Linked DNA regions of Sus scrofa: regions 1, 2 and 3 are each linked to region 4. A link is a contact called in public Hi-C and HiChIP or PLAC-seq data. All regions are on one chromosome and are shown on one strand. Each heading gives the region's core, a stretch centred on a gene start, on an enhancer-like site or on the middle of the called end of the contact. The rest is flanking DNA. Distances are from core to core; before and after follow the strand shown. Region 1 holds the start of NECTIN2 (nectin cell adhesion molecule 2). Region 2 holds the start of PPP1R37 (protein phosphatase 1 regulatory subunit 37). Region 3 holds the start of TOMM40 (translocase of outer mitochondrial membrane 40). Region 4 holds the start of RELB (transcription factor RelB).

Region 1 (5,022 bases), core at 29-2,528, 130 kb after region 4:
GAAAAAAGACCAGAGGCAAGACCAGAACTTCCCCAAGTTGCCTCCGCACTTTCTGGTAAACCTTTGGGAAACTCCAGTACACTAAGTTTCTAGCTGGGAATAAACAGCCCAGTCACCTGCAAGGGGCGGGGCCGGAGCCTCCTTCACCTGTTTCCTCCCAGCCCCTCCCTCTCCTAGGTCTGCGCCCCTCCCCTCTGGGAGGTGGAGGGAACAGGAGGGGGCTAGAGCGGAGGGAGAGAGAGGGGGGATTAGGGCGGCGTCTCCTCCCGTCCACCCCCCGCAGCGGCTCCGAGGACAAAGGCACGACTACAGGAAAGATAAGGTCCCGAAACCGGGAGTCTGGAACCGGGAGCCAGGAGAGCCCCCGCCCGGCCCGGCCCGGCCCCGCCCGGCCCGGCCCGGCTCGCCCAAAGTGAAACCCGGAAAACTTCCCTAGGGGCCTCCCCGCCGACGGCTCACAAGGAACGGGAAGGGTCCCGGCCGGCGGGACTCGGCCTCCTTAGTCTACCTGAAACACAGCCCACCGAGCCTCCAGTTTCCAGGCAGGGCCTCAGGCCCTGCATTTTATCTAGTACCCGAGTCGGGATTCCTGCCCACATGTGTATCTGCATCTCACGAGACATTCCAATGCCCCACAATTAAATCTGGAGCCCAGGAGACAGGGCGTTTGCCCTCCCCTTCTCCCAATTCTGTCTGGCACCGAGCAGACAGAGCCCTCGGCTCACCACACGGAACTCCTAAGTTTGAGCCCTTCCTGCCCTCAACTCTACCAGGACCCCGGCGTCCGTAGCCCCTAGCCTTCACACTACCTGGCACCCAAGAGACAGAGCTCTCACCCTCTAATTTTTCTGAGGCCCAGGAGTCAGCCCCAGTCCCTGGTTTTCTGGGGCCCGGGAGTCAGAGCCTCGGGAATCCTGAGGCCCGGGATTGGAGCCCTCAGGCCCTTCCCCAGGTCGCCCGAATTGTCATTCTTGGCCCTCCAAGAGGCCCAAAGTGCTAGTTCCCCGCCCCTCTCGAGGACCTCGGCATCTGGCTCCCTGCCCTCAATTCTCCCCAGGCCTCAGACTCCCAACTCCAGGAGAAGGAAAGATTGGGGGGGGGGGTCTCGATTCATCATCTCGACCCTCTGCTGGGGTGGGGAAGGGGAGGGGTTCGCGCGCGCCAGGGAGGCGTCTGCGGTTTCTCACGGGTTTCCCGGAGCAGTAGTAGCAGCAACGGCAGTAGCGGCAGCGTCGGCGGCGACAATCTTGACGGCGGGAGGGCTGCGGCCCGGGCCATGGGGGGCCCGGGGAGGGGGACCGGGACCGGGCGGGGGCCTGAGGGCCACTCTGCGAGCGCCAATCGGTTGAGAGGACGACCAGGTGCCTGGGTGGCTCTGGCTCCCGGCCGGTTCCTGCCGCGCTCTCTTCTCCCGGCTTGGCTCTCGCTGCCTGGCTCTTCCAGCTCGTTGCCCCCCGGTTCCTAGCTTCTTTCTGGCTTCGGACTCGCTGACGTCACAGGATCCACCCCTTTCCTCCCCCCAAGAGCCGACCCGATCCCAGGCTCCGGCCACGCCCCCTCATGCTGTTCTGACCCGCCCCCTCCTGGGAGGCCCTGTCCGCGCCTCCCCAGGATTCAACGCCCGCCCCGCCCCCAGCATTCCTCTCCCTCCCCTTCCTGCTCCTCCCCAGGATTCCAAGTTCGCCCTTCCCAGGGTTCTTTGATCACAGCCTCCTTGCCCCAGAATTCTATCTTTGCCCTCTCCCAGCGTTCAAGCTCCGCCCCCTAGCGTTATTGCCACGCCCCTTTACTCAAGGTTGCCCTCGTGCCCCGCCCCCTGTCTAAGGGGCGCTGTAGTCACGCACGCGTCGGAGCTTTCGGCTGTCTCCGCCCCCGTGAGGCTCCGCCTTTCGCGGTGCACCCCGCCCACCCGTTCTCCGCCCCTTCTCGGGAGCTCAGTCCTGGCCTCGGCCCCGCCCCAAAGACTAACCCGTCCCCTTCAGTTTTAGTCCCTGCCTTCTCGTCACACCTGCGTGAGGAGCGTGGGTTCTCATAGGCCCGCCCCCCTGGAACCCCGCCCCCACGCAGAGTCCCCACCCCCTTCCCTGCCTCTCGAATTCCCTAGTTCTCACCCCGTGCCTACTGTCGTTCGTATCTGTGCGCATCTCAGCCTGTCCTCGTCGCTTTCTAATCTCTGCTTGGGACTCTAGGAGTCGCTGCATCGTTTCTTTTTAAATTTCTCTTTTAGTGTCTCTTTGTGTCTATTTTTTGCCTTTCTTTTTCCGTCCCTGTTTCTCTATCTCTGGGTTTTTCAGTCTTCACGTTTCGCTGTCACTTTGTGTAGCTGGTCTCTTTCTTTCTGGTGTCTTTCTATTGCTGTTTCTGTGTCACTTGATCCTTGTCTCTTTTCCATCCCTTTGTCTCTGTCTGCGTCTCTGGGTCTCTGTCTTCCTCTATGTGTTCCTATCTGTGTCTCTCTGCCTCTTTCTGTGTCTGTCTCTGTCCTTATGTCTCAATGGGTGTTTCGGTGTCTCTTTCCGTGTCTCTTGTTTCTCTCTGCGTCTCTCTTAACCTCCCTTCCCTCTCCGCATCCCCCAGTCCTCTCGGGTGTCTGGTCCTCACCAGTTCCTTTCCGCGGCCGCCCGCCAGGGGGCAGCACAGACCAGCCCCCCGCATTCCGCTGGCCCTGCCGCCCGGCTAGGGCCTCCAGACACCGTTGGTCCCTCCCCGCGTCCTTGTCCCACTTCTCTTATCTTTCCAGCCTCCTTGCGTCTTTGTTGTCTCTCGCTCTGACTCGGCCCCTTTGTCTCTCCTCAGAGGCTCCCGCTTCTCCCCACCCCCACCTACCTCTTCACATTCTTTGGGCTGCGGAGGTGGCGGGGAGCTGGTGAGGCCACCCAGCGTGTAGGGGTGAGGGGGGGAAGCAGGAGGCCAGAGGGAGGGGATGCCACTGAGCTCCTGAAATCCTTCGGTTCCTGTTCATCTGAATGAAAACTGATCAGCTGGGGGCAGATGCCTGGGAACTTCTTGCTTTACCAAAAGGAACGTCCCCCTCCGAACTTGCCATCCTTTCCACCTGCTGCACACCTGAGCTTTCTTCCCCAGATGGGCAAGATCTTAAGTCGTGGAGACTGTTTCTGATGGGCATTCACATCTTGGTAATAATACTTTTTTTTCTTTTTCCTTTTTGTCTTTTTAAGGCCGCACCCGCAACACATGGAGATTCCCAGGCTAGGGGTCCAATCGGAGCTGTAGTCGCTGGCCTATGCCACAGCCACAGCAATGCCAGGTCCAAGCCGGGCTGCGATCTGCACCAGAGCTCACGGCAACGCCGGACTGAGCGAGGCCAGGGATAAAACCGCGACCTTATGGACGCTAGTCAAGTTTGTTAACCACGGAGCCACGACAGGACCTCCTTTAATAAATGTATTTAGCACTTACTTTGTGCCAGCCGCTGATACAAAGGCTCTAGAAGTATTGTCTCAAATAACCTCCACAGCACCAATGTGAGGAAACCAAGGCAGAGAGAGATGAAGTGACTTGAACCAAAGTCACAGAGTTTGCTACTTGGCAGTTAATTCTGCACAAGAATCCAATGATGGGAACACCATCAGTGACCCCCATGTCATTGAAAAGTAGTACGCAGAGCACAGAGTGGTTTTTTGCCCCATGCTGCCCGGCAAGCAGGTAGCAGATAATGCGTATCTCAGGCTCAGCACTAGTCTGGTATGAGGCCAGCTAGATAAATACAGAAGTCTCCCTTCATCTGCCATTGCAGCTACCCTGAAGTCAACCACAGTCTGAAATATTTAATGGAAAATTCCAGAAGTAAAAATGCTGAAGCTTTTTTTTTTTTCTTTTTTTAGGGCTGCACCATGGCACATAGATATTCCCAGGCTAGGGGTCGAATTGGAGCTACAGCTGCCTACCATGGCCACACCCACAGCAATGTGGGTTCAGAGCCTCCTCTGTGACCTACACCACAGCTCATGGCAACCCCAGATCCCTGACCCACTGAGCAAGGGCAGGATGGAATCCGAATCTTTGTGGATACTAGTTGGGTTCGTTAACTGCTAAGCCACAATGGGAACTCCAAAACTCATAGGTTTTAAGTCATTCTGAGTAGCATGATAAAATCTCCCTTTGTCTAGTGTATCTCACCTTATATGCTTACCTGCCCCTTGTCACTTAGTAGTGGAATCACAGTGCTTATATCCAAGGAACCCTTACTTTACTTTATAATGTCCTTAAAGCCCAAGAGTAGTGATGTTGGCAATTCTGATACTCTCTTACTGTGCCTCATTTACAAATTAAAGTTTGTGGAGTTCCCGCTGTGGCGCAACGGGATGGGCGGCGTCTTGGGAGAGCTGGGATACAGGTTTGATTGCAGGGCCAGGCACAGTGGGTTAAGGATCCAGTGTTGCCGCAACTGCACCTTAGGTCAAAACGGCAGCTCGGATCTGATCCCCTGGCCTGGGAGCTCCATATAATGGGGGTCAGCCAAAAAAAATAAAAAATAAAAAAAAAAAATAAAAACCCCCCAAACCAAAACAAACAAACAAAATTAAAGTTTGTTATAAGTATGTATGCGTAGGGGAAAAAAAAAACAAAAAACATTGTATATGTAGGGTTTGGTACAATCCATGGTTCCAGGCATCCTGGGGGGTCTTGGAACGTATCCCCCAGAGATAGGGGAGAATTACTGTAGGTGCGTGATAAATTCTCTCCAGAACTCTCTGTCCTTCCCTCCCCAGTCTGGGGCCAGACTAGAGGGCCAGGATCTCTGGAGTTAGTGCCAGATTTGCTACTAACTTGCTTTGTAAAATTCTTCCCCCTCCCCCATTTCTTCCTGGAGCAAAATAACCCATCCCCAGGGAAACTTCTTCTAGGAAGCTCCCCCCTTCCCTGGCCATGTTTAGCACCCACTCTTCTCCTGGCCTGCAAGGAGCGTGCTCAGGGAGTTTTCATTGTGGCTCAGCAGAAACAAATCTGACTAACATCTGTGAGGATGCAGGTTTGATCCCTGGCCTTGCTCAGTGGGTT
Region 2 (4,744 bases), core at 1,291-3,790, 78 kb before region 4:
GAAACCGGAGGCCCAGAGGGGAGAATGGCTTTCCAAAAGCCCGGCAGCTGGTAACACACAGCTGTTCCTCTTCTGGGGACCTGCAGACCAGGAACTCTGCCCCCTGCCCTGCCCACTGCCAGCCAGACTCTCCAGCTGCACCCCCACAACGCTCCAGCCCACAGACGGAACACCGTCCCTTCCCCTGGCCCCAAGCCCACAAACGGACCAGCAGGTCTGCCCCTCTCCTGGAAGCCCGTGAAGCAGAAGCATCCAGGCCCCGCTTTCCTGGACTGGCCCCTCAAATGACCAGTATCACCTAACATCGGCCCCCCTGCAACCTTAGGAAGACTCGACCCGGCCAGTTTTCACTCGCCATCTTACGGAGTCCTCGCTGAAGCCCCGTGGCGTGGGTATTCCCACCGACACTTGGGAAAACTGGGGCTCCGAGGAGTTAAATAACCCGTCTGAGGTCAGGCAGTGGGTAAATGGGAGTCAGGATTCGAAGCAGAGCCCTGCTCTGCCTCTCCGGCTCTGAACTCCCTGGACTGGATACCACGCTACCACCAGGGCCGACTCCAACTCTTCCCTTCTTCAGACCCACTTCTCCAAGCCCTCCAACCCCAAAGTGACCACCTATCCCCCTTCAGACCCACTCCTCCAAGCCCTCCCCCGATCCCACCTATCCCCGGGGCGAGAGCACAGGGGCTTGGCTGGCTCCCAAAGCCAAGAACTTGAAATCGCCCTCCGCCTCTTTGACAACTGGCCAAGATGCCATTTATGGAGGCTCCGCGTGTGTTCAGCTTCCAGTTACCACATTTCCCACTCTCGCATCAAAGCCACCAATTCCTCCACTGCCCACAGACTAGCAACGGTTCCTCCTCTCTCCCCACGGCCAACAGACTGACTTGTGGAGAGTCACACAGCCAGGCCAATCCCTCTCTTGGTGGGCTCCATCCCAGAAGGCGGACACACCTCTCCAGGACTCGATACTGCCAGTCGTCTCTGGAGCGACTGTCCACCTTCCCAGCCCAACGGATAAAACACACCCCTCCAACTGTCCTTTCAGTCCCAACACTGAGTTGACCTTCCCCAGAGGACTTATAACCCAGGCACTCACTCTCTCTCTCTCCCAACATCTCAAGCCACCAAACTTCTTCAACCCTCTCACCTTCTACTGACCGGCATCTCCCATTCCCCAACTCTTTCTCAAGAGGGAAGAGAAAAAAGGAAAGGAAAAAAAAAAAAAAAAAAAAAAAGATCCTTCTAGAGCCAGGCTCCAAAGTTTCTCAGTTCCTGAATGACTGACAATGTTCTGCTTCCCTTTTTTGGGAGAGGAAGAGGAGGCAGGCAGTAACTTTTTCTTCCTAATGCCAAGATCCAAAACACCTCCTCTGACTATCTCTCACCCACCTCCCACCCCAAATTGACCAGCAACTCAGCTCCTTTATTTACTTCTCAGGAAGCTTATTTACCTTGATTCCCTCTTCTCAACCCCCAGATTTACTAACTCCTCTACAACCATAGGCCAGGTTTATTCCTCTTCCTCCTTTCACCCAAGGAAGGGAGCAACAAGACCACCCCTTGCCCTGAGGCTTGCAGGCCAGCGATTTAACCTCTTTCCATCCCCATGGGCCCATCAAACTCCTTCAACGCCCATGTTGACCCACTCTCCCTCCTCTAGCTGCTCTATCCTCCTTCGAGGGAACTACGAACTCAAAGCCCTCCTAATTTTCCATGCCACCAAACTTTCTTCCCTTGCTCACAGTTTTAATTCCTAAAACGATCGCCTTCAGCGTCCCTTGGAGTGGGGACGTGGGGAACAGGTATAAACCAGCTACTTCTCACCTTCCCAACCCAAGAGCCACCTCCTCTCTAACACCCTCCAGCTCTAAACTGACAACTCTCTCCTTAAACCGTCATTAGGTGCAACTTATTGAGCTCCACCTCTGTGCTGGGCGCTGCACCGACACCCAGGTCCCCCACCAGCCCGCCCCCGCGCCCCAGCCCTAGCTACCGTGTCTCCAGGGGTCTTTGGGTTCCACAGCTCCGGACACGATATCTTCGTCGGAGGGGAATGTGACGCGTTTGGCCGCAGCCTTGAGGCGCCCGTCGGCCGGGGGCGACGCGGGGCTGGGAGACCGGGCCTCGGCGGGGGCCTCCTCGGTTTCGCCGTCCGCGCCCGGCCCGGGCGGCGCCTCTTGCGGCGGGATCTCCATCGCCGCCACCTCCTCACGGGGGCCCCGGGGACATGCCCCGGGCCCCGGACTTGTCTCTCCGGACCCTCCCGCCGTCCCGGGGCATGGGCTCCGCCACTGCTTCAGGCGCCGCCTCCGTCCGCTCTCCTGGTCGTCGTAGTCGTCGCCGCCGGCAGCTCCGGCGCACCTCCCCCGAGCCCCGTGCGCGCCTGCTCGTTCGCAGCCGCACTTTCGTTAAGGGCCTGTGAACCCGTCTCGTATTCAGAAAAGCAGAAAATCACTTCAAGCTGTTTTCAGGTAGAGCTGTCTAGTGGGTTGTTTAAAGGGCAAACAAAAGGCAGAAAGGGCCACAGGAAAAAGAAGCGTGAGCGGTGAATCTGCAGAGCCGGAACTGCAGAGCGGGGGGGCGGGGCGAGGTGGACGCCGTCTCCCAGAGCAGCGCGCAAGCGCGAACCCGAGCCGCCCCCTCCCGCCCCCCGCGGGCCTCTCTCGTCACGAGCTCAGGCAACCGAGAAGGGAACGGAGTAGATAGAAAGAAAAGCCATCTGCTTGGTGGGGCTGGGCCAACCGATAAGGAGAGAAGGGGTGGAGAACTTGAAAGGAAAGGCGATAGGAACTGTGTTAATATATGAGTACAGGTTGTGGATGCTGACAGAAAGATCCTCTGCCTGGGGACAAGCCCGTCGCCACTTGCTAGTCTCTAGCCTTCTGTTTGCAGACTACAGTTTCAATAATAACTCTGTATTTGGATAGCGTTGTATAAAATACAATTTAAATTTAAAAACTAAGCGTTTCCTTGTGGCTTAGCGGGTTAAAGATCCCGAGTTGTCACTGCAGCGGCTTGGGTCACTGCTGTGGCACTGGCTCGATCCCTGGCCCAGGGAATTCCACATGCCTGTGCGGGTGCGGCCAAAATAAGAAAAAAATAAATTTAAAAACTAAAATATGAGCCACACTAAAATATTACAGCTCTGATTTAATTTTTTTAAAAACTAGACCAAAGAAGAAATGCCAAAAGCAAGGGGCGAATCTGCCACCCAAACTACCAGGCGATGGACCAGGTAGATTACTGAGCCAGTAGCAAACTAGCACGAACTCAAGCCACCCCCACACAAGTGCTCATCCAGGCGCTTAATATTCGCTCTCGCACTTTCGTCATGCTCTGCCAGCCTTTCCAGCCGCGGGGAGGGGTGGGTGGGCGGGGCTAAAACCAAAAAAGGGGACAAGAGGAGGAGCAAGCGACTCGTTGCCAAGGCAACTTGAAACCCTGGCCCAGGAATCGCCAGAGGTAGCGTTGTGAATGGACAAATGGGAGTTTAAGTTCTCCACGTGCTCCATTCAGCTTCACCACTGAAGACAGACAAAGCGAATCTCCTCTATATTTAATGGAACCTTCCCTTACATTTTTTCCTTTTGGCCACGCCTAAAGTTCTGGGCCAGGAATCCATCCCATACCACACCCGAGCCGCTGCAGCGACAACCGGGACCCTCAGCCCATTGAGTTACCAGCGAATCCCTTCACTTACATGTTTAAATTGATGTGACTATAAAGAGGGTAGAAATTACTTTTTTAAAGTAAATCTGCTGAGGAGTTCCCATCGTGGCTCAGTGGCTAACGAATCCGACTAGTATCCAAGAGGTTGCGGGTGTGATCCCTGGCCTCGCTCAGTGGGTTAAGGATCTGGCCTTGCCATGAGCGGTGGTGTGGGTCGCAGACACGGCTTGGATCCTGCGTGGCTGTGGCTCTGGCGTAGGCCAGCAGCTACAGCTCCGATTAGACCCCTAACCTGGGAACCTCCATATGCCGTGGAAGAGCCCTAGAAAAGGCAAAAAGACAAAATAAATAAATAAACCTGCTGGAAGACTACTAAGTAACGGGGCTAAGCTAAGCAAGTGATGAGGCCTGCCATGCCACACAGCTGGGGCAAAATGAAGAGGGGGCGAAGTTTCACCCTAACCCATAACCCCTCTGCTTTTCCTCAGTGGCGCCACCACACACGGTCCGACCAGTCCGCAGGGACTGGGAAGAGAATGGGCCTACCCAGAAGCCAGGCAATAGGAGGAGTGCTTGTGAGTGACCATGTGACTCAATGTGAGCCTTACCCCTGTCCATCCCCACCTACCTGAAAGAGAAATCAAATCCAAATCTCCCAAACCGGGCATCTGGTTCTCTCTAGCCATTCCCAGAGACTAGGAGAGTCCAATCCTCCCATTCCCTTGATGCGCCCTCCCCGTCCTGGCCCAGCTCCACTGGGCTCAGCTCCTGGATAACCACCCTTCCACTCCCCAAATCTGGCTTCGTCCCTGCAGGTTACATTAAAAAACAACAATAACAACAAACAAAAGAAAACCAGAGGCATATTTTCCTGGGATAATTGGCTCTTTGGTGGGAGGGTAGTACTGGGGGGTATGTCCAAGGGGGTTGAACTGTGCAGCCTCTTCAACAGACATTTCCCACGAGGCAATCTGCCTTCCTTTACTCCCTCACCCCCGCCGCCCCAAGTCTTCAGGAACGGGTGACAGGCCCATATACCTGCAGCCTTTAGAGTTCTGTGAGGTAGAGCATT
Region 3 (4,947 bases), core at 206-2,705, 85 kb after region 4:
GATCCTTGTCAATCTAGCTTTCCTATCAGGCTGGGCTGGGCTGAAGATGAAGACTGGGAGGTGTGCCCTGACTAGATTGGAAGCTTAGAGGAGGGATGTGCCAGGGCTGGGGCACACGCCTGGCACTTTATTCCTGCCTGGATGCTGGTTGGGGGTGAGGTGCATTATTTCTGGACTCTTGGTCCCCAGACTCTACACTGGTCGCCACGGAGTGGTTAGTCTGGCAACAAGGAGCCCACACCTTTAGGCTGCAATAAAAGGGCTGTGTGGGCAGATGCAGGGGGATGGGGGGGATGACCCCTGGAGGAAGAGGGGCCCAGGAAGGCTCACCTGGAAATGATTACTCAAACCTTTGTTGACTGTGAGCTTGACACCTTCCATCTGAATAGGAAACAGCTCTGAGAAAGAGAGAATGCTGGTTGTCACACTCCGAACACACACACACACACACACACACACACACACACACACACACACACACACACCTCTTCTCAGGTGCCTTCCTTCCCTAGAATCCTCACTCTCCATTCCCCAGGTACCCACAAGCAACACATTGCAAAGTACCCCAACCAATACAGAGGCAAAACAGCCTAGTGTTTTGATGTGCTCAGGATCAAGGCCTTTGCCTACATCCAAATCCCAGGGCCACCACTTACTGCCAGTGTGACAGGAGACACGTCAACTCATCTCAGTCTGTCAATTTTATCAACTGGAAGTTGAGGATATTCACCGCATAGAACTATTGCAAGGGTTTCATGAGTTAACACGTACTGAGTGCCAGTGCTCAGGATGTGGCCACCACTCTTCCATCATAACTATTCCACATCGGGATCCAAAAGCCTTGGCTTCTACCCCCACTGCCCCTTGCTGTCACGGTGACCTTGGGCCTCAGTTTCCCTCACGATCACATGAGGCTGGCTTGGCTGATTCCTGGGGTTCCTGAGGTCCCTAAAGCTTTTCTCTGCTGCCTTGGCATTCCATCCCAAGGTTCCACCATTTGATCCCATCGTTCTAAGCCCCGAGTTCAACGTTGCACCATTCGACTCCAACATCAGCTCCTAACGCTGTGTTCAATGATTCCAGTGGTCCGTGCCAATTCCCAAGGTCCTCAGTGTTCTCCCCCTCCCCCCGAGATCCGGGCCATCACACTCCCGCCGGGCCCCTAGCCCCTCACCCTTGCACTTCCGGTGGCACTCCTCGAACGTGCCCGGGTTGGGCAGGCAGCCACAGGCCCCATCATCCCCGGTCCCTCCAGCGTTAGCGGCCGCAGTCCCAGGGGTCCGTTCGGAACCTCGACCTGTACCAGCCCCAGCGCCCAGGCCGCCCCCGAGCGGCGGCAGCGTGAAGCCGGGAGGAGAGGGCGGAGGCGAAGGCAGTCCCACGAGGGGAGGCGCAGGTGGCGGCGGCGGCCCTGCAGGCGGCGAACTAGCGGCCAAGACGTTCCCCATGGTCGCCTGCAAAGGGAAGGGTCAGAGGGCAGAGGTCAAGGCCCACGGGCTCCAAGCCCTGTCCCCAGCCAACACCCCCTTGCTCGTAACCCCGGTTCTCACCCGCGGCAGCGCCTCCTCCCGGTCTGGGCTCCGCTCCCACCCCGTGCGCCACGCGCAACCGAACCCGCTGCCGCCGCCGCCGCCACCGTCGCCCCGCCCCCCCCAGTCCATTGGTTTAACGGGCCCTTGCGTCCGCCCACCGGCTTCAGGGTCTGGCCTTACTATTGGTGTCGTGGATGAGAGTTCCACCCACTTCCTTGGAACGTCCTTTTCTGTTGGTTCCCACTCGCAGACAGGTCAAAGCACACCTCCCCGTCCTTCCCACTGGCTTGGAGAGCCCACGCCGATTGGTTCGCGATGCCGCGGGTTCCGGTGCTCGCCCGCCATTGGCCTGTGCTGCTTGCTTTGCAACGCCCTTTTGACGTATCGCCTCCGCCCCTTTCCAGAAGTCACCCCCCCCACACTTTCGACTCCGCCCCGCGGCGAAGTTGCCATGTTTATTGGTCGGCCTTGGTCCTTGACGCATCCTGATTGGCTCCGGCAGGTACAAGGTCCTACCCTATTGACGTAATCTATCTGGTGTGTTCATTGGCTAAAGTGCCGGGGTCAAAGGACATGGATAAAGGTGGGTTGCGCGGCAGAGGCTGCTAGGCAGCAAGGTCAGGCCTCGCGTCCCACCAGGCTTCGCGGCAAAGGGGCGGCCCCCTAGTCCTGAGTCGCGGACCGAAAGCCGGAAGTGCTGGCCGTTCCCACAGTGCCACGGGAGAATTCTAACCCGTTACATGAACCCTGTCCTGTTTCTTGTTACCCACAATGCCCCTTACCTATTTAACAGGACAGTTGCCGTAGACCCACCCCTTTCGTTACCCATGATGTCTTCTGGGTCTCCTCCCACCCCTGGCCAAGTCGCTGCGGCTTCTATCTTTGGCCCATTCATTCAGGTCCCATTACCCAGCATGCCTTCCGTCCCATTCATTTCAGTTTGGTTGCCTGTACTACCTTTAGCCCCTTTATGCCCGTTCATTCCCTTCATTCTTCTAGCTCTTCCTTAATTGAGCATCTAGTTTTGGGTCCATTACACATCAGCTCCATTATTCATCCCTCTGTCCCTGGCTTATTCATTCGGATCTATTACCCATCGTGCCCTGAGCTCCTATTAAAACAATACTGGAGTTCCCGTCGTGGCGCAGTGGTTAACGAATCCGACTAGGAACCATGAGGTTGTAGGTTCGATCCCTGGTCTTTCTCAGTGGGTTAAGGATCCCGCGTTGTGGTGAGCTGTGGTGTAGGCTTGGATCCCGCGTTGCTGTGGCCGTGGTCTAGGTCGGCGGCTACAGCTCTGATTCGACCCCTAGCCTGGGAACCTCCATATGCCGCAGGAGCGGCTCAAGAAAAGGCAAAAAGACGAAAATAAATAAATAAATAAATAAATAAATAAATGAAATAAAACATTAATACTTTTGCTTTTGGCCTGTTTTTATTGCCGTTTATTCATTACGCCCAAGCCCCTCGTACTTAATTACTGCTATTTCTCCTTTGTTCCCTTTATTTCTGTCTATTATTCATTAGATTACTGTTGAGGATTCCTTTTCCTTAACCACCATGCCTGGACTCCTTCCCCTCTCCTTCCATTACCCATCACTACGTTTTTGGCTTATGCATTCTTGCTCTTTAGGCCCTCCATTATCTTTGTCATATCTTTTGTCCTTTTTCTTTTTGTCTGTAACCTGTCTTGACTTCTGGTCTACTGATTCCCTCAAGTCCTCAGCCCCCTATTCATTTCCCATCCTGTTCCATCTCCATCCCCTTCACAGCCCACAAAAAAAACACTAGGTGAGACCTGGTCAAAGTACAAACTTGTATCTTGTAGGAAATGCTCTATTACAAAACAATATCACATCCCCAAACCCAGGTGATCCACTTTCCCATCCAGGGAGATGCTTGGTCCAATCCCACTGGACAGGAGTAAAGGGACTCAGTAGTTTTCAAAGTAACAGCAAATTCTCCCAAGGCTGGGGTCAGCAAGGCACACTCAGCATGAGGCTCACCCCATGTAGCCCTGAGTTGGGGCTTAGTTCCCTGTAGATAGGAAATGGGGTAGTGGGGGCTCAGGGAAGGGTCTGTACCCTGAGACTCCTGCCTGCAGGAGGGAGGAGATGGGGAAGTTCTGCTTTGAGCTGGGGACTCCCCTCCCTTCCACTTTTGGGGGGCAGGGTGGGGACTGGGTGAGAGGAGCTCTGCCACCTGGAGGGCTCAGGTCTGAGCAGCAGGATGCCCCCAACACCCACCCCAGCAGACCTACTGGGAGTCACCGTCTGAGGACAAATCAGCGATCTGGGGTCTTCTTTGGGATTTTTTTGGGGGGTGGATCTGGAGATGGTGAGACATGAGAGGTATGATCTAAGGTCACAGTCTTAGGGGTCCTTGGGTGAGAGGTTGTGCAGAAACATACCTTCCCCAGCCCCTCAAGAGTCAAGGTGTTTCCATTGTCATGGCCCATTTCTCTGGGTCAGAGATCATGGATTAGAAGTCTTAGCAGAGCCACCGGAGTAGAATTCAGATGAGATGCATGTGTGTTAACTGACAGTGGCCTGGCCAGAGGTCAAGGAGTCCTACATCCCTGGCAGAAAGCTGAGGGATCAAAAAAGAGAGGCGAGAGGCCAGGGCCATGGCAGTTTACACATACATGGCCCGAGACATGACAAACCCTTTGCCCTGGTAGGAGTCAGAGGGGCTGGAGTAGGACAGGGCATCATAGATGGGGTTGATCTTGTCCAGATAGTCTTCCTCCTCCTCCTCGTCCTCCAGATCCAGGGAAACCCTCTCCGCAGCAGGTGGCCCTGGGGGCACCAGGATGGGGGACCCCACGCTTGTGGCCCCAAGCAGCAGGGGCCCTGACCGCTCTTCCAAGGTGGGCAACTCATGGTATCGAGGCATTTCCTGGGGGCGCAGAGGGAATGAGCCCAAGGTCACCTCTTGAGCATGACACAGAATCTCAATCTGCTCCTTGACCCCCAAATCCTGACCACCCTCTCCTGTGCCAAGCAGACCTCACTCAATATCAGCCCTTGTCACGTGGACAGATGTTGCCCTGGAGCAAACATATGGCTCGTCCCTAACTGAAAGCCCAGGGCGTGAACCCCACCCAGCAATCCTGAGCCTCTCTTTTCTTTTCCTTTCATATTTTTTTTAGGGCCATGCCCAGTGCATCCCAGGCTAGGGGTTTAATCGGAGCTGCAGCTGCCTGCCTACACCACAGCCACAGCAACACAGGATCCAAGCCGGGTCTGCGACCTACACCACAGCTCGTAGCAATGCTGGATCCTTAACCCACTGAATGAGGCCATGGGTTGAACCTGCATCCTCAAGGATACTAGTTGGACTCATTACCACTGAGCCACGATGGGAACTCCAGACTTCAATCTTGACCTAAGCTTCACCTCTAATAGACCTTTGA
Region 4 (4,872 bases), core at 2,080-4,579:
ATGGAGCTTCCCAGGCTAGGGGTCGAGTTGGAGCTGTAGCTGCTGGCCTACCCCACAGCCACAACAATGCCAGACCCCAGCCACATCTGTGAACTACACAGGTCACAGCAACACCAGATCTTTAACCCACTGAGTGAGGCCAGGGATGGAACCCACATGCTGGGATCCTAGCCGGGTTTGTTACCACTGAGCCACAACAGGAACTCCTGATTTGATCTTATATTAGAGTGATTCATATCTACCTGTCTTCTGTAGACTGTGAGTGCCAGCAGGAAATACATCTGCCCCCTTCCCAGTGGATACCCAGGGTCCCATATGAGGGAAAATGAGGGAAAATTTCCCTCCCGCTCTATTTCAGTAGTTGTCCCATCCTCACCAGGGCATTTGATGTCACTGACCCCAAGATTTATTGGTAACCTGTATCACATTTTACAATCCTACTTTTTTTTTTTTTTTCTTTTTAGGGCTGCATCCGAGGCATATGGAAGTTCCCAGGCTAGGGGCCAAATCGGAGCTGTTGCTGCCAGCCTACGCCACAGCCACAGCAACTTGGGATCTGAGCCGTTTCTGTGACCTACATCACAGCTCATGGCAACGATGGATCCTCAACCCACTGAGCGAGTCCAGGGATCTAACCCGCATCCTCATGGATTCTAATCAGTTTCGTTAACCACTGAGCCATGAAGGGAACTCCCTACAATCTTACATTTAATTCATCGTGTATGTGTCTGCCTTCATATCTCGGTAGGAAAGCCCATGAGGGCAGAGGCAGGGCTGTCTCGGTCACTGCTGAGTCCTCAGCACTGCCCAGCACAGGGCCAGGTACGGAAGAGACACTCAATAAATATTTACTGAATAGCTAACATCAGAAATTACTCTCAATTGAAACCAAAGACCTAGATCTCAGGTCAGAGAAGTCTCAGGCTTGCTTGAGTGCCAGTGCCATCTCCCACCTTTCAGGATCTCCCAAACTTGCAGACCTGTTAGAGAACCCACAGAGCCTCCTCTGCAGCCAAGCCAGCACTGCTGGGGCCCATCTACTGGGGTTCGGACTCAGCCCACTGGGGCCACTGAGTTTTCCTGGTGGCAGGACTCATCCTCTGCCCTCCACACTCCAGCGCATTTATGAGTGAGGACATCATGGCCATGATTCTGCATTTCCTTGGGCAACTTTAATTCTGGATGGCACACGAGGAGGGACCTTTTAGGCTAGTGGTTCTCAGCATCTTTTGGGAACTTGCTAGAAATACAGACTCTCAGAGCTCATCCAAGACCTACTAAATCAGAAACTCTGGAGGTGGGGCCTCCAATCTGTTTTAGCGGCTCTCAGGGTAACCCTCAGGCACACAGAGGTTTCAGAACCACTCTTAGAGACTGTACTAATAATTATTATGATTATACCACCAACAGTTAACACTTAGTGAGCCTTTACTGTGTGCCAGACACTGCTTTGAAAGTGTAACTGTATCAGGAGCTCCTGCTGGGGTGCTATGGGATCTGTGGTGTCTTGGGAGCGCTGGGATTCAGGTTTGATCCCTGGCCTAGTACAATGGGTTTAGTAAGATCCTGTTGCCGCAGCTGTGGCTTAGGTCAAGACTGTGGCTTGGATCTGATCCCTGGCCCCGGAGCTCCATATGCCCTGGGGCGGCCAAAAAAACCCAAAAAGTTTAACTGTATCAGCTCATTAAATCTTCTCAGTCCTCCTAAAAGGGAGGCATTGATCTTATGCTCACCTTACAGATTAGAAAAACTGAGGCCCAGAAAGGGGAAGTGATCTGCAGACATTCACATAGTGAAGGGGTGGTGGCACCAGTGTGTAATTATCACCCTCTGTACTAGGACCTTCAGAAATAGTGAATTTCTAAAGAGGACTCCTCTTAGAGAGTGAACAGTTGGTTTGACTCGCTCAGCTCCTTAAGATTTGGGAGGTAGGTGCATCTGGGGATCCTATCTCAAGGAGCAGGGAGGAACACATGTCAGCAGAAGAAAAAAAAAAAGCCGAGGTGGACCTCTGCAAAGCCCTCAGAGGCGTGGACAATGCCCCCTCCATGAGATCCCCCCCTCCCCCGCGTACTGAGTGTGCAAATGGTCAGGAACTGTGGAGGGCTGCTCACCCGTGGTCCGGGAAACGGCTAGCGAGAGCGAGGAGAGGTCAGTGGACCCTGCAGGGAAGGAGGCATGTCTCAGGAGGTGATGGAGATACAGCGGGAGAGGCCGAGAATCTCCCAAGCCCCACCCGGTTTCCCTCCTGGCCCGGGGCCCTTTTGTTCGGCCCCCTCACCCTTACAGTCTGGCCTTACTTCCTTAACTCAGGGACAGGTTCCCTAGTTTCTGTCATTCCCTTCACCCTTCATCGCATGCAGGCCCTGCTCCTCTCCCGTAAGAAGGTAGAGAAGGGCCTGGAGAAGCCCTTCTCGACCTCAGTTAGGAAAGTCCCCACCTCCTTCCTTATTTCAGGGTCGACCCTACACCTTCACCCTGCCAGCGTCAAGCCCGTCCCCTTCTCCCTCTCAGACCCTGCCACTTCTCTCCTGAGGCAAGCCCCACCCCCTCTTTCTTGTCTGAACCGGATCCCGCCCTCTTTTTTTTCAGAACAGGCCCCGCCCCTCTCCCCTCTATGCGCGCGGCCCGGCCCCCTCCTCTCAGTCCCCGCCCCCTCACTCTGGGTCGGAAAGACCTCGCTTCCCTCTTTGAGCTAGGCTCCACCTCCTTCTGTGAGCCAGGCTGCTCCTTTTTCGCCCTCTCTGGGTCTGGCCACGCCCAATCTCTCAGGAACAGCTCCCGCTCCTCCTTCTCCGAGTCAGACCCCGCCCCCTCTGTTTGTCGCGCCCCGCCCCCTTCTTTGCCTCAGGGTCAGGCCCCGCCCCCTTCTCACTCTCTAGTGGGACTCCTCTCTTACCCTGGCCCGGTCCATGTCACCACACTCTGCCTCCTTCCTTCTCTTTGATATAGTGTCCCCAGAACCTTCACACTCGCCCCGTAAAACCCCTAGACTCCCGTAGGAACTACAGACTACTCCAGGACCCCCAGGACTCCTACATCTCTGGTCCCGCCCCAGACTCCTCTCCCGAACCCAGCCCGCTTACCCAAGGCCCCCAGCTCCGGCGCAGCGGACGATCTGGCGACGCGGCGACTCGGCATGGCCCGACCAGTGGGGACTGACGGCCCAGACGCCAGTCCAGACCAAAACACACACGCGGGCAGGCCGGACGGCCAGGTGGCACAGTCCGGCGGACGATTTCGGGTCGGGAGAGCGGCGCAGGGGCTGGGGCCGCAGGCCGGGCTGGACGCGCGGCGCCCGGGGCTGCGGGGGGCGCCGGGCCGGGCCGGGCGGGAGGCGGGCGGGGGCGGGGCGGCGGAATTCCCCGGCGCCGCCGGCCTGCACGCTCATTGGTCTGCACCCTGTCGTGACGTCACGCTAGGGGAATGGGAAAACCCCCACGCATCACGTGGCCGCGGGGGCGGGGCCGGCCGGGAAGAAGAAGCCAAGCGCGCAGGAGGGGTCGGGCCGGTGATGCTGCCCGTTGCTCTGCGCGAGACCACTGAGTCCTGCTTGAGGCCACTCACAGTCTACCCATGGAGCAAGTAAGGAAACTGAGGCCTGACCCCCAGGTCTGCCAACGGGACTTGATTTCTTCCCAACCATTTAGAACATGTAAAAGTTACACAAAACTGGAAAAAGCCGGATTTGGCCTGCGGGCTGTAGGCTCCATATGACAAGGGCATTGACAGGGAGGCTGTGATTTGATGTTCTAGAATCAGGATGTGTGGGTTCAAATCCTAGGTCTTCCACTTACTAGGAGACCTCAGACAACTGACTTCTGAGCCTCAGTTTCCTCATCTGAAAAATGGGTCTAATACTGGGATGGTTGTGAGGATTAGACACTTAATAGCTGACACTTGTATAGAGCTCTGACATGTGCTAGGTGCTGTTCTAAGCACTTTATCTTCTAAATGTTGCATCACATTACTTTGTGAGACTTTGGACCAATTAACCTCTCTGGGTTTCAGTTTTCTCACCTGCTCTTGTGAACATTTGACTTAACAGAGCTATTGCACACAGTACTGTTCCAAGAGCTGGGGACATAGCAAGTAACACACCAGACAAAAGCACCTGCCATCATGGAATTGAAATCCAAGTGGGGGAGACAGAGGGAGAAGAGATAAGCAAATAGACGCCTGGTGGTAATGGCGGTATTACACAAGATAAGCAAGATACATGGATTGAGCTTGGAGGTTATTTGGGTTAGGATGTTCAGGGAGGGTCTAAGGTGACATCTGAAACGGTGAAGGACCCATGTGAATATCTAATGAAGAGTGTTCAAGTCTTAGTGAACAGCATGTGCAAAGGCCCTGAGGTGGGAATGCGCATGGCATGTTCAAGGAACAGCAAGGAGGCTGCAGTGGTGACTGCTGGGGAAGGAGCCAAGATGAGGCTAGAGCGATGGCCTGTAAGGTGATGGGGCCATTGGGTAATATTAAACTTGCTGAAGCAAACCACATACAGCACTTAGACTAGAGCTTTGCTCGTGATTAAAGTGTTGAGTAATGGCTCCTACATATAGGATCGGGAACCCACCTCATCCTCCTCCGCTCCTTGAAAGGTCAGGCTTCAGAGACTGTTGGGTGAATGACTGTAAGGATACATCAGAAGCCCTCAGTGCTCAGGATTCCCCTGGGGCTCTGAGTCCCGTGAGAGCAGGCCTGGGGCTGTCTTGGTCCCTGCTGTGAACACAGAATCCCCAGCTCAGAGCACAGTCCAGGGGAGGGGCTCAGGGAAGGTTTGTTGCCTGACTGTATCAGTCTCCCCACCAGTGCCTGAATGCAGGCCCCCTCAAGATCCACACTTCTGCATGTGCCTATGTCTGTGCA

What was found. A called contact is a pair of places that touch in the nucleus more often than the background predicts. HiChIP or PLAC-seq counts read pairs in DNA pulled down with a chosen protein or histone mark.
Region 1: a contact with region 4 is called in a Hi-C map of liver, with 6 times the contacts expected there. The contact joins the promoter of NECTIN2 here to the promoter of RELB in region 4. A contact is called at or near these places in 1 of 47 Hi-C or Micro-C datasets (liver) and 1 of 2 datasets of contacts at active chromatin or transcription factors (alveolar macrophages).
Region 2: a Hi-C map of skeletal muscle shows a contact between it and region 4, with 4 times the contacts expected there. The contact joins the promoter of PPP1R37 here to the promoter of RELB in region 4. A contact is called at or near these places in 3 of 47 Hi-C or Micro-C datasets (heart right ventricle, liver and skeletal muscle) and 1 of 2 datasets of contacts at active chromatin or transcription factors (alveolar macrophages).
Region 3: an H3K27ac HiChIP or PLAC-seq map of alveolar macrophages shows a contact between it and region 4. The contact joins the promoter of TOMM40 here to the promoter of RELB in region 4. A contact is called at or near these places in 6 of 47 Hi-C or Micro-C datasets (alveolar macrophages, embryonic fibroblasts, epiblast stem cells and 3 more) and 1 of 2 datasets of contacts at active chromatin or transcription factors (alveolar macrophages).

Annotation. Positions count from the first base shown.
Region 1 is chr6:51,313,913-51,318,934 of Sscrofa11.1, reverse strand. It overlaps NECTIN2 (nectin cell adhesion molecule 2), which reads right to left and starts at 1,278. Exons shown (of 6, transcript NM_001097494.1): 1 at 1,188-1,278. The coding sequence starts at 1,278.
Region 2 is chr6:51,520,754-51,525,497 of Sscrofa11.1, reverse strand. It overlaps PPP1R37 (protein phosphatase 1 regulatory subunit 37), which reads right to left and starts at 2,540. Exons shown (of 14, transcript XM_021094533.1): 1 at 1,997-2,540. The coding sequence starts at 2,198. It overlaps GEMIN7 (gem-associated protein 7), which reads right to left. Exons shown (of 5, transcript XR_002344688.1): 5 at 4,519-4,744.
Region 3 is chr6:51,356,664-51,361,610 of Sscrofa11.1, reverse strand. TOMM40 (translocase of outer mitochondrial membrane 40) reads right to left here and starts at 1,455. Exons shown (of 9, transcript NM_001315748.1): 1 at 1,175-1,455; 2 at 331-398. The coding sequence starts at 1,448. It also overlaps a transcript of NECTIN2 not described here.
Region 4 is chr6:51,443,127-51,447,998 of Sscrofa11.1, reverse strand. RELB (transcription factor RelB) reads right to left here and starts at 3,329. Exons shown (of 12, transcript XM_021094521.1): 1 at 3,087-3,329; 2 at 2,115-2,162. The coding sequence starts at 3,141.